3 separate regions of the Mus musculus genome follow, and regions 2 and 3 are each linked to region 1. A link is a contact called in public Hi-C and HiChIP or PLAC-seq data. All regions are on one chromosome and are shown on one strand. Each heading gives the region's core, a stretch centred on a gene start, on an enhancer-like site or on the middle of the called end of the contact. The rest is flanking DNA. Distances are from core to core; before and after follow the strand shown.

Region 1 (4,303 bases), core at 528-3,027:
AGCAGTCTAATTCCCCTCCGCTCCTCTAAACGCAGACTTGGGAGGGGTGTGTGTGGACGGCTATACAGTGAACCCCATTAAAATGTTTTCCTTTTATTTAGCTTCAAAAGCTGTTACTTCATTCGATAACAGCATATATATATATATATATATATATATATATATATATATATATATGTATGTATGTATGCTGAAAAAGATCAGCAAAAACCTAGGACATTGTTGCTTTAAGAATCTAGACGAAAACACCTTAAATGAACTCTGCAGCAGACAGTTGAAGGGGGAAAAAAAAAAGCCCTTCTCTGGCCCTTGCTGCTTTTTGCCATTATTCATGATGTAATTTTTCAGGTGTTAGTTTGGCAGAGAAAGATTGGAACTGGGCTTGTTGCTAGGACATGAATGAAGAAGAGGAATCTCATTGGTTCCCCAGTACTTGTCTGGAGCCAATGAGATGGAAGGGGATGGAGTTGGGAGGGAGGCCACCAGGAAAAAAAAACAGAGAGAGAGAGAGAGAGAGAGAGAGAGAGAGAGAGAGAGAGAGAGAGAGAGAGGGAGGGAGGGAGGGAGGGAGGGAGGGAGGGAGGGAGGGAGGGAGGGAGGGAGGGAGGGAGGGAGGGAGAGAGAGAGAGAGAGAGAGAGAGAGAGAGAGAGAGAGAGAGGGAGGGAGGGAGGGAGGGAGGGAGGGAGGGAGAGAGAGAGAGAGAGAGAGAGGGAGGGAGGGAGGGAGGGAGGGAGAGAGAGAGAGAGAGAGAGAGAGAGAGAGAGAGAGGAGAGAGAGAGAGAGAGAGAGAGAGAGAGAGAGAGAGAGAGAGAGAGAGAGAGAGAGAGAGAGAACACTTCGGCCAGACTATTAATGCTTTGCTATGTTAAAATGAAGTGGAATACTGTGAAGGTGGGGTATTTTAGAGTATCTTAGGGTGTGGATGGTCAGTGGTGCCCAATGGACCAAGGCTGAAAAAATAAGCATTTAAGAGGCAGCTTTGTGTCGACTACCCTGGGTTTTTCTAATAATTCATTGTCATTGCCAGTCTGGAGCAAGATGCAAGCAAGGCCTCCTATGTTTAACACCCTTAACCCGCTGCCACACACCGTCTGGGGTCTGCAATGATGCTAAAGCTGGAGGCAGGAATGCTGGTGCACAGGCGCTGGGATTTTTCCTCTAGTCTTGACTAAGTGAACCCCAAATAACCTTCTGCTGTGTAAGTGAACCGGCTCTTGGTGTGAACTGGGACTCAACATGTTATCTGCCCAAGGCATTGGAACAGGCTCCCATCACACATTGCCATGGGCATCTCAGTGGGTAACAAGATCTGGCCCAGCCAAACCCCCAGTTCCAATGCCTTCCACATGGCCGAACACTGCAGCAAAGAATGTCACTGGGTTTCCTGACCAGCGGTATAAAATGGTCACCCACTTAAGCATTTTGAGCCCCAGGCTCCTGGCTAGCACAGTAAGTGACTCTGGGTGCCAATCATGCCTGGTTGCTTGATTTTGAGCAGTTCTTTGCAAGTAGGGAGGAAGAGGTGTACTGAGCCTGCAAGGCCCCGTCTTTTCCTCCGGGAGTTCTACAGGGCCTAACAAACACTGCTGCTTACCATCACCTATTGTCTGAGCTGCAGCTGTATCCCACACCTTTTTCTTTAATAACTGGGCAGGGCTTTGAGCTGAGTGATTTGAAACACACACAATAAATTGACTTCTATTGGGTTATAGACCAGGCTGGTTTATTTACACCCTGGAGGAGGCTCAACCTCTGCCAGATTCCTGACTTCAGAGATTTTGTGGCTGCCGTCCAGCAACATAAAAGGATTTTTCCTTGTAACCGGAGCACTTCCTAAAACCACAGGCAGTTTCAATCAATTACCATCTCTGGATGCAATACAAAAATTTTAAGGGACTCAAAAGGACCAGGACTGTTTTTGACCACAAGTCTTTCTGGATCCATAGCAGGAATTGATTTGATATTGATTTTTTTTCCTCCTTGTCTGTTCCTGGGTCCTCCCCTGTTGCTGCAGATTTAGGAGGATAGAGGGTGGTGCACGGATAGAAAACAGGAAGAGGTGAGACAAGAAAGATTTCTAAACAGGCCTTCTTTTTCTGTCAACCTAACAAAGCGGAGGCTCTGTTCACGTAGCTCCATGTGCGGACCCTAATTGTCACCCTTCAGGTGACAGGTACCATGTGAGCCTCAGTTCAAAGCCAAAGTCAAAGCTGAATAAACCTGATTTCAGACAGCCGGCATTTCAAAATAAAAGTTTGCAGCCTGAGCCTCAAATGGAAGTCTTCCTGCAGTCTCCAGGAGTCTGATAGAGTGCAGCACGGGGCAGGCTGCACACACCATTGTTCTCAGTTCTCATAAAACCCAACTCCCTGGCAGAGTTAGCGGTCCTGTCCTAACTGAGCAGAGCCCCCAGGACCGGGGCCAGGGGTGTAACATGCAAAGAAAAGATGCCACAGGCTGCAAGGGGAAGTTCAAAGCCATGCAGCTGCCAAGGAGAGGAAGGGGAGTCTTAAAGGAAAGAAGGGAGTCCCTCTATGTTTCAATGTGTAGATGAATTGGGTATTATTTTATATTTAATGGAGGAACTGGCTGACAATCCTAAGACCTAAACTCTCTTTAGTGAATTTAAACATGAAGAGAAGGATATGGCTTGCTTGGTAGAGTGCTTGCCAAGCAGGGGTGAAGCCTGGGTTCCATCTCAAACCACCTCACAAACTGGATGTAGTGCACCAGCCGGGAAGTCTAGCAATGGGAAGGTGGGAGGGAAAGATTCTGAAGTTCAAGGCCATCCTCAGCTACCCAGCAAGTCCGAGGTCAGACTGAACGACATGAAGCAGTCAGTCTCTAAAGGGTCAGTCAGTAAGGAGAAGAGCCCTGAAGCCAGTCGAACAAGCAGTTAAGCCACACAGGTTCATTCCAAGCCAGCGCCAACGCCCAGCCTCTAAACATCCAATGTGTGTGTCATTAACGCTGCTGTATAAAAGCATTGTCCTTCCTTCATGCAAAAAAAAAAAAAAAAAAAACTTACAGAATCCCACACAGATGAAGAGGTCTGCTTAGTGATGCCTAGAGAGCCTGGGCCAGGACCAAACTGGGACACTGCATTTAAGCGAGGAAGGGAGCCTTCACCAACAGTCTTCAGAAATGGCCACATTTGCATTGCCACTGTGTGAACTACAAGCTAATTATGCTTTGTTGTAAGGGAAGCAAATTATACTGATTGTACAATAAAAGCTATTGTCGGTCCCATCATGACTCTGAAAGATGCAAAAATATTGACTGGCTCTAAATAGCATTTTACTTTTCTCCCTATAGACAGCAATTTTTAAGGCATGGAATGACCAAAGATGGCTCTGTTAAGCAGTCATTGGGCAAAAGTGTGTCAAGAGAAGCAGGAGGTATGAACAGGACAGATAGTGTCTGTGAGTGACCAAGGAAGAGTTTGTGTGTGTGTGTGTGTGTGTGTGTATTCTTAAAATTCCCCACAGTACCTACAACAACAATAATATAATGAAGCCCACTGACATCTCTCAAAAGAAGGTGATTAATTAAAGTAATTAGGCTCCACTGAATTATTAAAATATGAAGTCTTCTGCAGGATGACCAAAAAAAAAAAAGCGCCAGACCATTTTTGCTGTTCAAAAATTAAAACCATATTCTGGTTCATTAGCTAAGACGGGAACTCACACGTTTTAGCCTACAATCTTATTCACAGATGCGTAAGTGTCTAATATTTCACACCTTTGTAATGGCTCTTATATAAAAAAAAAAAGAAAAGAAAAGAGAGGAAAAGAAAGAGAAACAACATCCTGACTTCAATTATTTCATCACTCACAGAGAAAAGGAGAGCTTTTGAAAGAAAGGCAAGGAGTCTGTGGGGTTTGTTTTGAAAATGTCCTCAGGCTTTGAAAGGACAGGTGTGTCGGGCACAGGACTAGACTCAGGCTGGGGACAGGGAAGGACAAAGAGGCATTGCTCAAAACATTCCTCAGTTGTCTTTGCTAAATGAAGCTGACTGATGCCTGATTTAGAAACCCTAGCCATATCGCAGGGCCCCATCTAACCCTCTCTCTGAAACCTACGCCTTTCAGACATAGCTATCTGCTTCCAAGTCAAGTTCTCACTTGGCTTAACCCTGCCTGGAGCACACTTGATTACTTAATGGCCCGTGGCCTCTTCTTCTGCTGTGCAGAGAACTGAGTTCCAACTCGTCTGCTTCGCTCTCCCAGAGTTCACCCTTGGCCCGGCACCAGCTATGGCTCCCCTGCTCTGAAACCTTCCACCTCCTCTTCTGCCTTCAGA
Region 2 (4,303 bases), core at 1,172-3,671, 470 kb before region 1:
CTTAGAAAGCCAAGCTGGATCATGCAACAGTAATCCAGGGTGTGGGGGCAGGGAAAGAAGGAGGGAGGGAGGGAGGGACAAGCTTCACCAAGGGTAACTGCATCAGAGATAAAAAGAAATGGACCATTTCAGGAAACTCAGTGGAGGGAAAGAGTGGACACCACAACTAAACTGTGAAGGGAGGATTCAATATGACACCATCACTGTCAGAGTTCCCAAGAAAGCTATTGAGCATCCTTGCACTGGCAATGTAAGCAACTGAACTCTCTCTCTGCCTTTCCTTCCAGGAAATAGTCAAGGAACAAGTAGCTGAGGGACCCCTAAACCTGTCATGATGAGAGTCTTATGACCCTGATGTAGCATGAGTCAAAGTCAGAGATAGGGTGTAAGATGTATGTCTTCTGTTCTCCCAAGAGATGATGGCACTTAGTAGATGTCATTGTCACAGTCCTACCATATGTAGCCCTTCATGCTTATTCTGTGGAATGCCAAGCTTACTTTTAGCCATTAGGGTTCTCTGCAGGATATAAAGAGAATTCTGCAAAGTGTTAGCATGAGGAAAAATCTAAATGTCCTGCTGACATCCTGTCTAATGCACAGTCCTTCGTGAGTTTCTGTGGTTTGAGTTCTGCCTTCTTTCTTTTAGCAGCAATTCTTTACTCACAAATTTAAGACTCTGGTACCAAATTTCCTCAGTTTTCATGATGAGATGGAAAACGCTGGCCTGTTAAGTTTCTGCCATGCCATCCGACAAGAGTGAGCTTTAGGACTCTGATGAAGATGGCATCCAGTTGGCTCCAAGATGAAAGGTTTGTTGTGAAGTCATGAGCTTAACTTGCTGGCTTCTCCCAAAGCCTCTCAGATTACCTAGCAGCGTGTTCTTTTATGCTGGAGAGAGAGAGAGAGAGAGAGAGAGAGAGAGAGAGAGAGAGAGAGAGAGAGAGAGAGAGAGAGAGAGAGGAGAGAGAGAGAGAGAGAGAGAGAGAGAGAGAGAGAGAGAGAGAGAGAGAGAGAGAGAGAGAGAGAACATTACTTTGATAAATGATGGCAAGGTAACTAAGGTTTCTTCTTTAGAGACCTACCCAGTCCTGGGGGATTTTATGTCTCTATGACCCAGGTTGGTCCCTGGCCAAGGACCCTTGAAGTCCTGTAAAGATGAGCAGCTCTTGAAAGTCCAATTGTATCTTTCATAAAAGACGAAATTAGACTCTTCTCATAGCCCTGTTACTTTCCCATGCTGACGGTTGGTGCTATCCTGTGGTCCCTTTTCCTTTCTTGGTATCAAATATTAAGCAAATATCTCTTGTCCATCGGGATGAAGCATACCCTTAGTCACACTAATTTGTAAATTTCTCTAAAAATAAAAAAAAAAACATGGATATTTGGTAACATCTGCATGTCAAGTGCCATGTCTCCAGTGGATGAAGCAGTCTGGAGTTGCTAATTTCTTTGTCTTTCAGGTTTACAGTGGCAGCTTGAACCTAGTAACCCTTTAGTTTCTGTCTGAGAAGGAAAGCTCAGCTCTGATTGACTGCCCTTAGACTCCCTGGACACATATCGGTTATCATGCCTGTGAGACTGAGTTCAGAATTTTCTATCTAGAGTATCCTGTCAATGCGACTTGTTCTATTGTTGGGAAGACGGTTTGACCTCTCTTGCAGCTGCCTTGCAGGAGTGGTCAGTCCTCAATGACCCCCACATGGATTACATACTCTGTGAATTATCCATAGATAATCTTTAATTCCAGTCTGACTATATTATTCTTTGACATGCTCTCATGAAGTTATCCCTCGGTATCGTCCCTTAAGCCAGGCATAGTTTGCCTGCCAATGCGAGCATGGAAGAAAACAGGCAGAGGTAATTGTGCTAAACTGTCATGGTGTACAATTCATAAATCAGAAAGAATGACTTTGGAGTAATCCTGCTTGAAATTGCATCATCGCTTTTCAAACATCTCTCTGTGATTATGAAAACAAAAGTTAAAAAAAGAAAACCTCTATATGCCTACTCCATTCTCTTTCCAAAGCTAGTATTTGCAAGAATATCATTGCAACGGTGAACCCTAGACCTAGCGGAAGTTTAGGAGTGTGAGAGGGAATTGGCACATATAAATTCTCTGGCCAACTTGAGATACCTTGGGGATTACTCTGAAAATCTCTCTAGCCCTTTCCCAGGACGGTCTTCAAGGAAGCCACCTTGGAGCCATCATGTCTGCCTCCTCATACAGATGAAACCCAACCAAACAACGTAAAAACTGATGTGAAAATTGGTTGTGCCTTATTTCCTCCTGGGGGTGGAAGGGAAATTCCTCTTAGTCTTGTTCCACCTTAAAAGTAAAATGCACAGTTTCTGTGTGCAGCTCCAGCACACAGGGGGCCCCCTGATCTGTGCAGGGACGGGGGTGGGAATGTAAGCAGATCTCTGAAGAAACCACTTGGCTCAGCAATTTTCGAGCTTGTTGTAATTGGCCTAGCCTAAAAGAATTCGTCAAGCTGTACCTAGGCCAAGGAAAATGCAAACGCTTCCCTGAAACAGAGGCATTTGGAGTGGAAGAGAATAAAGAGCTCTTCGGCAAACCAGGCAGACAGACAAGCAAAGTGGACAGGAAAGCGGGGGAGCAGGGAGGTTGCATATGGACCATTTTCTCACTTGGCACATCAGTGGATCTGACCACGCCATGCAGGGAAAGCAGATCTATCAAAAGATCTTAGTTAGCTCACTCCTACTGTCCTGAGGCCTATCCTGGTCTGGGTATCCACTGACTGCAAAGTGGCCCTTTCTCTGAACAACTGAGATTAGGGGTCCTTTCTTTCAGTCCCAGGCTAAAAACTAACTGTCTATGACATGACAGCTGCTGATGCCCAGTATGTCTCACGAGCCTTCCAATCTGACACTTGGCTATTACTTCCTCTTCTTTTCCCAGGTCCTTTATGACTACTGTGAGGACAGGCCTGGTCCCACCAGGTTCCTTTTGTATACAATTACCTTAGCATCGCTCTGAGCACCGTGAGACACTTTGCGGAAGGCATTTTACTAATATTTTTACTCTATTTCTGACACATGTTTGAACACATAGGAGGTGTTCTATCTACACCTGATTGACATCCTGTTGTTGTGATGTATTTGCAGTCCTTGACAACCGGAGGAAGCTCTTAGGAGTGTTTCTCTGTAAAGTGAACTAGTCAGAGAAATGGAGAAACTAAGTCACATGATGACTCTAACTTCCATGTCTCTGCTTAGGTCTTTCTTGCCCTTTCCTTTGCCTGCCATGTGAATCTGTATACTCATCCCATCATCTCTTGATACCATCCATGTCGCTTTGGAAAAGTCTTTTCTATCCAGTACCTCTCTGGGACTTCACTTCCCATCACCATCCCTCTAAATTTCCCTCTCTTGTCCCAGTTTCCTGTCTTTTCCTCCACCCTCCAATTTCAGCTTTTCCCTCCTTTCTTTGGTCAGAGTGTTCTTTCTCTTGCCTGCCTCCTTCATGAGCTGTGCACCTCTCCAAATCTCTACAGCTCCTTTACAGCATATATCATGCAAGGGGCTCCAAAGCTCCCTTATATTCCTGCCTCCCTCGTTCCTAGCAACCTAGTCACCCTTCTTTATTTATCTTGTTTCTATTTTTCTATATTTCCTGCCTGCATTATAAAACTTATCAATATCACAAAATGGGGCAGAGCAGGGTAAACTAGCAATGTCACCGGGGTGGGGCATTCAACCCTGAATGACTAAGAAATGCCAATGTGGGGCCACTCTGAGGGTTCTGTTTTCTTCTCCCTTGTTTCCATGACTTGCTGACACATACTATGTGCAAGTGACTATTCCTTAGCCCCAGGAGCATGCTCAGTAACCAAATGGCTCCCTGAGGCTGCCTGCAGAGATTGTCAGCCTCTCACCTGAAGAAGTCACGGAAGGGTTTCAGTCATGGGTAGCTTGCAAATGGAGTAGAGTCTCAGCATCTCTTTAAAATCTGAGCTGCTTCTTGTGTCGTTTACTCAGAGAGCAGAAGTATACGTTTTTCTCAATGATTCCCACCAAACTGAAGGTCAGTAGCCTTATTTAAGAGGCCTTATAGTCTTTACCTGAGTGGGTAAGTTAGTCTTTTAGAGAAAGCCAGGAAAAGAAATGAAGCACACTTAGGAGTTAGACGGCTGTCGGATTAGACCATGAGGTCCCTTAGCAGGAGATGAAATGCTGTGTAGGTAGGCCACATGTTTGTTGTTTGTAGTTTCTCCTATGATCCATATATATATATATATATATCAACCAAAGATTATGAATTAGAAGGATTCTCAAACAT
Region 3 (4,303 bases), core at 1,136-3,635, 280 kb before region 1:
GTTTTGTTTTGTTTTGTTTTGTTTTTTTACTATAGTCTGTGAGCTAAGAATGACGTTGACATTGTACTTTTAATAAATGAAGAGAAATTTAACTTTAATATTTTGAGATACATAACAATCGTATGAAGCTCAAATTTGTGTGCCTATCAATAAAGTTTTATCAGACTGCCAACACCTCTGTGCCTTTATCATTTGCTATTTTGTTTGTTTGTTTGGTTGGTTGTTTTTGTTTGTTTGTTTGTTTTGTTTTGTTTTTCTTACAAGAGTAAGACCGAACACTTGGGGAAGAACCACAAAGCCTCGCATTTTGATGCTGCCATTCCTGAAGCACTTGACTCACCATCTGGTATACCTGAAAATCTTCTTTGAAATGTAGAAAAGGATGTTGTTTCAGCCTGCATCAGAAACATCCTCACCCCATTACAAGTTCTTTCTGGGATTGCTAGCCTCTCCAAGAAGGATGGTGGCAAGGGAGGGGCCAGCAGAAAACAGTTGACTGTTATTTCCCAGGTGGACCAAGAAAGCTGAAGGAGGTGGCTAGGTTGGGAGGGGAAGCCCCTTCACAGCCAGATGGATTGCCCTTTCTCTCACCTGTAGAATTAGAACTGTTGACAAACACAGTGTATGCAGATACTCAGCCACAAGCCAAGGAGCTACCTCCATGACCACTCACAGCACAGGGCTTCTTTCTGTGGCAGAGCAGTATGTCCAAGCTTTTCCCTAAGCCTTCCCAGTTTCTTCTTCCAGATTTGCCTGAGGAATTGGTCTTAAAGGGCAAGGGTTTACACAGAGCTAGGAGTCATGACAGTAGGGTTTCACACTGGGCTTTGTCAACAAACCTCTAGCTTGTTAGTAGTTAGGTGAATACTTAACACAGTCTAAGTAAGGTAATTTACCCAAATCATATATACATATATGTATATGTATATGTATATGTATATGTATATGTATATGTATATGTATATGTATATGTATATGTATATGTATATACATATATGTGTGTGTGTATGCACTCTATTGAATCCATCTAAAGTGCCAACTTTAAAAAAATTCCTAAAAATTTTAATAAAATATTCACAAAAATTTCTGTTATAAGTGTTGTCATGGTCACGGTGTCTCTTCAGAGCAACAAAGTCCTGACTAAGACAGCACAAAATAAGCCAAGCAATGTCATATGTATAAGGCTGACCATGTTCAGTGTCTTTGGTTCTCACCAGCATACAGCTCCAAAATGTTTCATCCTTACACACAGAAACTGCACCCACTGTACCTCATATAGCTCCCTACTCCTTCAAGTCCCCATCTACTTTCTTCTTATGAATGTGACTAGTCTAGATATTTCACATGAGTGGACTCCTGTGGAATTTTCCCTTGGTGATTGTTTATTCCACTTAACAGACATCCATGCCTTAGCATGCTTCAAACTTTCCTTCTTCTGTAAGGCTGAATAGTAGTTCCATGTGTATACATGTGTACATGTACCACATTTTATTTATCCACTCATCTGTTAATGGATATCTGACTTATGTTTACCTCTTAGCTACTGTGAATAACTCTTCTTTATCTGCTTTGATATTGCTTTCAAATGTTCTGGATATATAGATCCCAAAGTAAAATTTGGGGGAAATCACATGGAAATTTTATTTTTGATATTTTTCAAAGACTTGCTGCACTGTTATGCATGGAGGACAGACTTGTTTCGCATGACGACACGATGCCCAGGCAGACATGCAAGAGCCAGCTCGACCATCTCAGTGTCCCTAAGGATGCAAATGGGGGGCTTTGCCTGTCAATCAATGCCCTGGACCAGTACCGAAAATTGTTTCTAGGATCAATTTTAGTCTAGTAAATCTTTGGTTCCTATTTTAATGTTCCTTTTTTACTTTCTTCCTGTGTGTAATGAATGTATGCAGTCACACAGATACACCACGGCTGACATGCAGAGGTCAGGGGTCAGCTATGTATCTTCAGTTCTTCCCTTCCATTTTTACATGGGGTCCAGGAACCAAACGCAGGCCTCCAGGTTCGCACAGCGAGCTCTTTCTCTACTGGGACTTCTCACCGGCTCCTCTTTGCCTGTTCAATTTTATTCTCCCCCTGTTTCTCTCCTGTTCTTTATCTAGTTTTTTTTCTTCTTACCTCCTTTAGCATAAATTTAGCAGCATGCCTATTTTTGAAGCTATATCTCAGATACAAATCATAAACATTGACTGTGAGTTTGGAGAAAAAAAAATTACAGCAAAAGAGAAAACAAGTGAACCCATTCAAGAGAAACATTGAGGCTCCCGACCCAGGTTTGGTGCCATTGTGCTTCCAATATGTTTTGAATTAGGTTATGTCAACCATGACTACAAGCTGAAAACATTCAAAGCAACCCTGGAACAAGGCATATTTGGTTTCTTCCAAGGGAGTTTTCAAAGTATACTTAAGAGCAGAACTCTGGAATGTATAAACACAGGGGAAAGGGTGGCAAGCAGGTCATCTTCCTGGTCCACGGCATGGAGGCTTTCGAAGTATCCAAAGCTCGTTTCTCTCATCGAGGTTGCTTGGAGAGTTGATTCTTCTTTAGCCTCCACACTTGCACGGGAGAGGCCACTCAGAAGGAAGTGAGCAGGGGAAGAGTCTGAAACAAGTTATGTGGACAGACATGGTATCTGTCCACAGTCCTTAGACTCAGATGGGATTTATTCCCATTTCACAAACAGTGCATGTTATTGTGGTGGCCTGACACCTAAGAAAACAGAATGGAATATAAGTTATAAGGGGACAAAGATTTTTCCTGGGGAAAACAAAGATATTGCTGGTTTTATACAGAGTAGACAGAAAACTTATGAAAGAAAATTTCACAAACCGTGAAAAGAAATCTACCCGACTACAGAGAGACGGATGAATCACTTAATAAGGAACTCGGCCTGCTCACATCCGCAGTCCTGAAGGCATCCCTACAGTGAGTCACAGAGTCTGTCTCAAGGTTCCCAATGTTCTGCCATTCAGGACTGGTATACTTTGAACACCTCACTCAGAAAGTAGTAAAAATAGGCCACTCCAGAGAGGTCTTTTCTGCAAAAGCCATGTGTCTTCTTTGGTCATGATGCAAGTCAAATGAAGTGTCAGACCACACAGTCCTCTGTGCTCATATGTCATGTTTTCATTACAGTAATAGTACAACTTTAAAATGTAAGGGCTTACATATTCATTACAATTCTAGGTAAGACAGGCTCCTTGTCAATCCAGTGCTGCCACTCCTGACAGTGGGGATGGTGGTGATGTTGGTCATGATAATGTGATATGTCCTGTTGTGAGGACAAGAGCAGATCCTGTATGTAGCACATCCACAATTTTCTAGGCTCTTGTTTCCTAAGTGTTAAGCAGGACTCCTGCTGTTACAGTCACCGTTATCACCTCTGCTTACACCACTGGTCTAAGATGGTCTATAGCCACTGATAAGGCTGCTTGTAGGGTCCAAAGCTGCCTCTATCATTTGTAATCTGTAGAACTCTGGGAAAGTCATCTTCTGCCTCAGTGGTCTTACTTAGGAAATAAAGGCAATGCCTTATACTCTATCTATCTATCTATCTATCTATCTATCTATCTATCTATCTATCTATCTATCTACCTATCTATCTATCTATCTATCTATCTATCTATCAACTATCTATTTTCTACATGCCATCTATCTACCATCTACTTTTCTGTCTTCCTATCTATATTCTGTCTTCCTTTAATCATGTGTCGGTACTGTTTTCTTTACCATCTGTCTTCTATCTATCATCTATCTATCTATCTATCTATCTATCTATCTATCTATCTATCTATCTACCTATCATATATCTATGACATATCCATTATGTATCTATTATTGTCTATAAAACAGGAACAAGAGAGGAATAATCATTCAAGTAACACTAAAATTATTTTTATTATATTTTTGCATGTGTCTGTCTGTCTGTCTTTCTGTGTCTGTGTGCATGCTCGCAAGTGCACATGCCTACAAAATAGATGTAGAAGAAGCTGAGACATCTTACCAGACCCCTTAGTTTTCAGTTATTACCTGCTACTTCCATGTGTTTATGGAATGCACTGTGAAGTTTTGAGATACTTACACACTGTGTAACAATCAAACCAGGTTACCTAGCTCATCCATCACAGAAAAAAATTTATCATAATGATATAATTGCTTGTTTGGGCCTCTGTTTTATGTCTAAAAACTTTTCAATTGTCGTGTGGAGTCCCTGGGTATCCTCTTTCCTCGATCGTTCATGAGGGACAGAGCTATTCTCACCAACACCTTGAAGCTGTGTGT

The links. Hi-C and Micro-C count contacts between places; a contact is called where the count stands out from the background. HiChIP or PLAC-seq counts read pairs in DNA pulled down with a chosen protein or histone mark.
Region 2: an H3K4me3 HiChIP or PLAC-seq map of forebrain shows a contact between it and region 1, with 5 times the contacts expected there. The contact joins two enhancer-like sites. A contact is called at or near these places in 1 of 39 promoter capture datasets (liver), 50 of 484 Hi-C or Micro-C datasets (the AML12 cell line, B cells, the C3H10T1/2 cell line and 32 more) and 19 of 115 datasets of contacts at active chromatin or transcription factors (CD8 T cells, craniofacial prominence, embryonic basal ganglia and 10 more).
Region 3: a contact with region 1 is called in a Hi-C map of embryonic fibroblasts, with 5 times the contacts expected there. The contact joins two enhancer-like sites. A contact is called at or near these places in 6 of 484 Hi-C or Micro-C datasets (cortical neurons, embryonic fibroblasts and trophoblast stem cells) and 5 of 115 datasets of contacts at active chromatin or transcription factors (craniofacial prominence, embryonic forebrain, embryonic midbrain and 2 more).

Annotation. Positions count from the first base shown.
Region 1 is chr9:41,936,419-41,940,721 of GRCm38.p6, forward strand. No RefSeq gene overlaps it. Among named protein-coding and RNA genes, the nearest start is that of Gm36227, 19 kb to the left of the region's middle. Within about 2 kb of position 1,778, at least 59 of the 459 cell types and tissues checked have an H3K27ac peak or open chromatin away from gene starts, as enhancers often do. A contact at or near this core is called in embryonic fibroblasts, forebrain and uterus, where this site is marked.
Region 2 is chr9:41,467,745-41,472,047 of GRCm38.p6, forward strand. All of the region lies in intron 3 of Mir100hg (Mir100 Mirlet7a-2 Mir125b-1 cluster host gene), which reads left to right. Among named protein-coding and RNA genes, the nearest start is that of Mir100, 62 kb to the right of the region's middle. Within about 2 kb of position 2,422, at least 40 of the 459 cell types and tissues checked have an H3K27ac peak or open chromatin away from gene starts, as enhancers often do. A contact at or near this core is called in forebrain and uterus, where this site is marked.
Region 3 is chr9:41,657,841-41,662,143 of GRCm38.p6, forward strand. It overlaps Gm35835 (a long non-coding RNA gene), which reads right to left. Exons shown (of 5, transcript XR_379295.4): 5 at 1-2,731. Among named protein-coding and RNA genes, the nearest start is that of Gm35835, 77 kb to the right of the region's middle. Within about 2 kb of position 2,386, at least 34 of the 459 cell types and tissues checked have an H3K27ac peak or open chromatin away from gene starts, as enhancers often do. A contact at or near this core is called in embryonic fibroblasts, where this site is marked.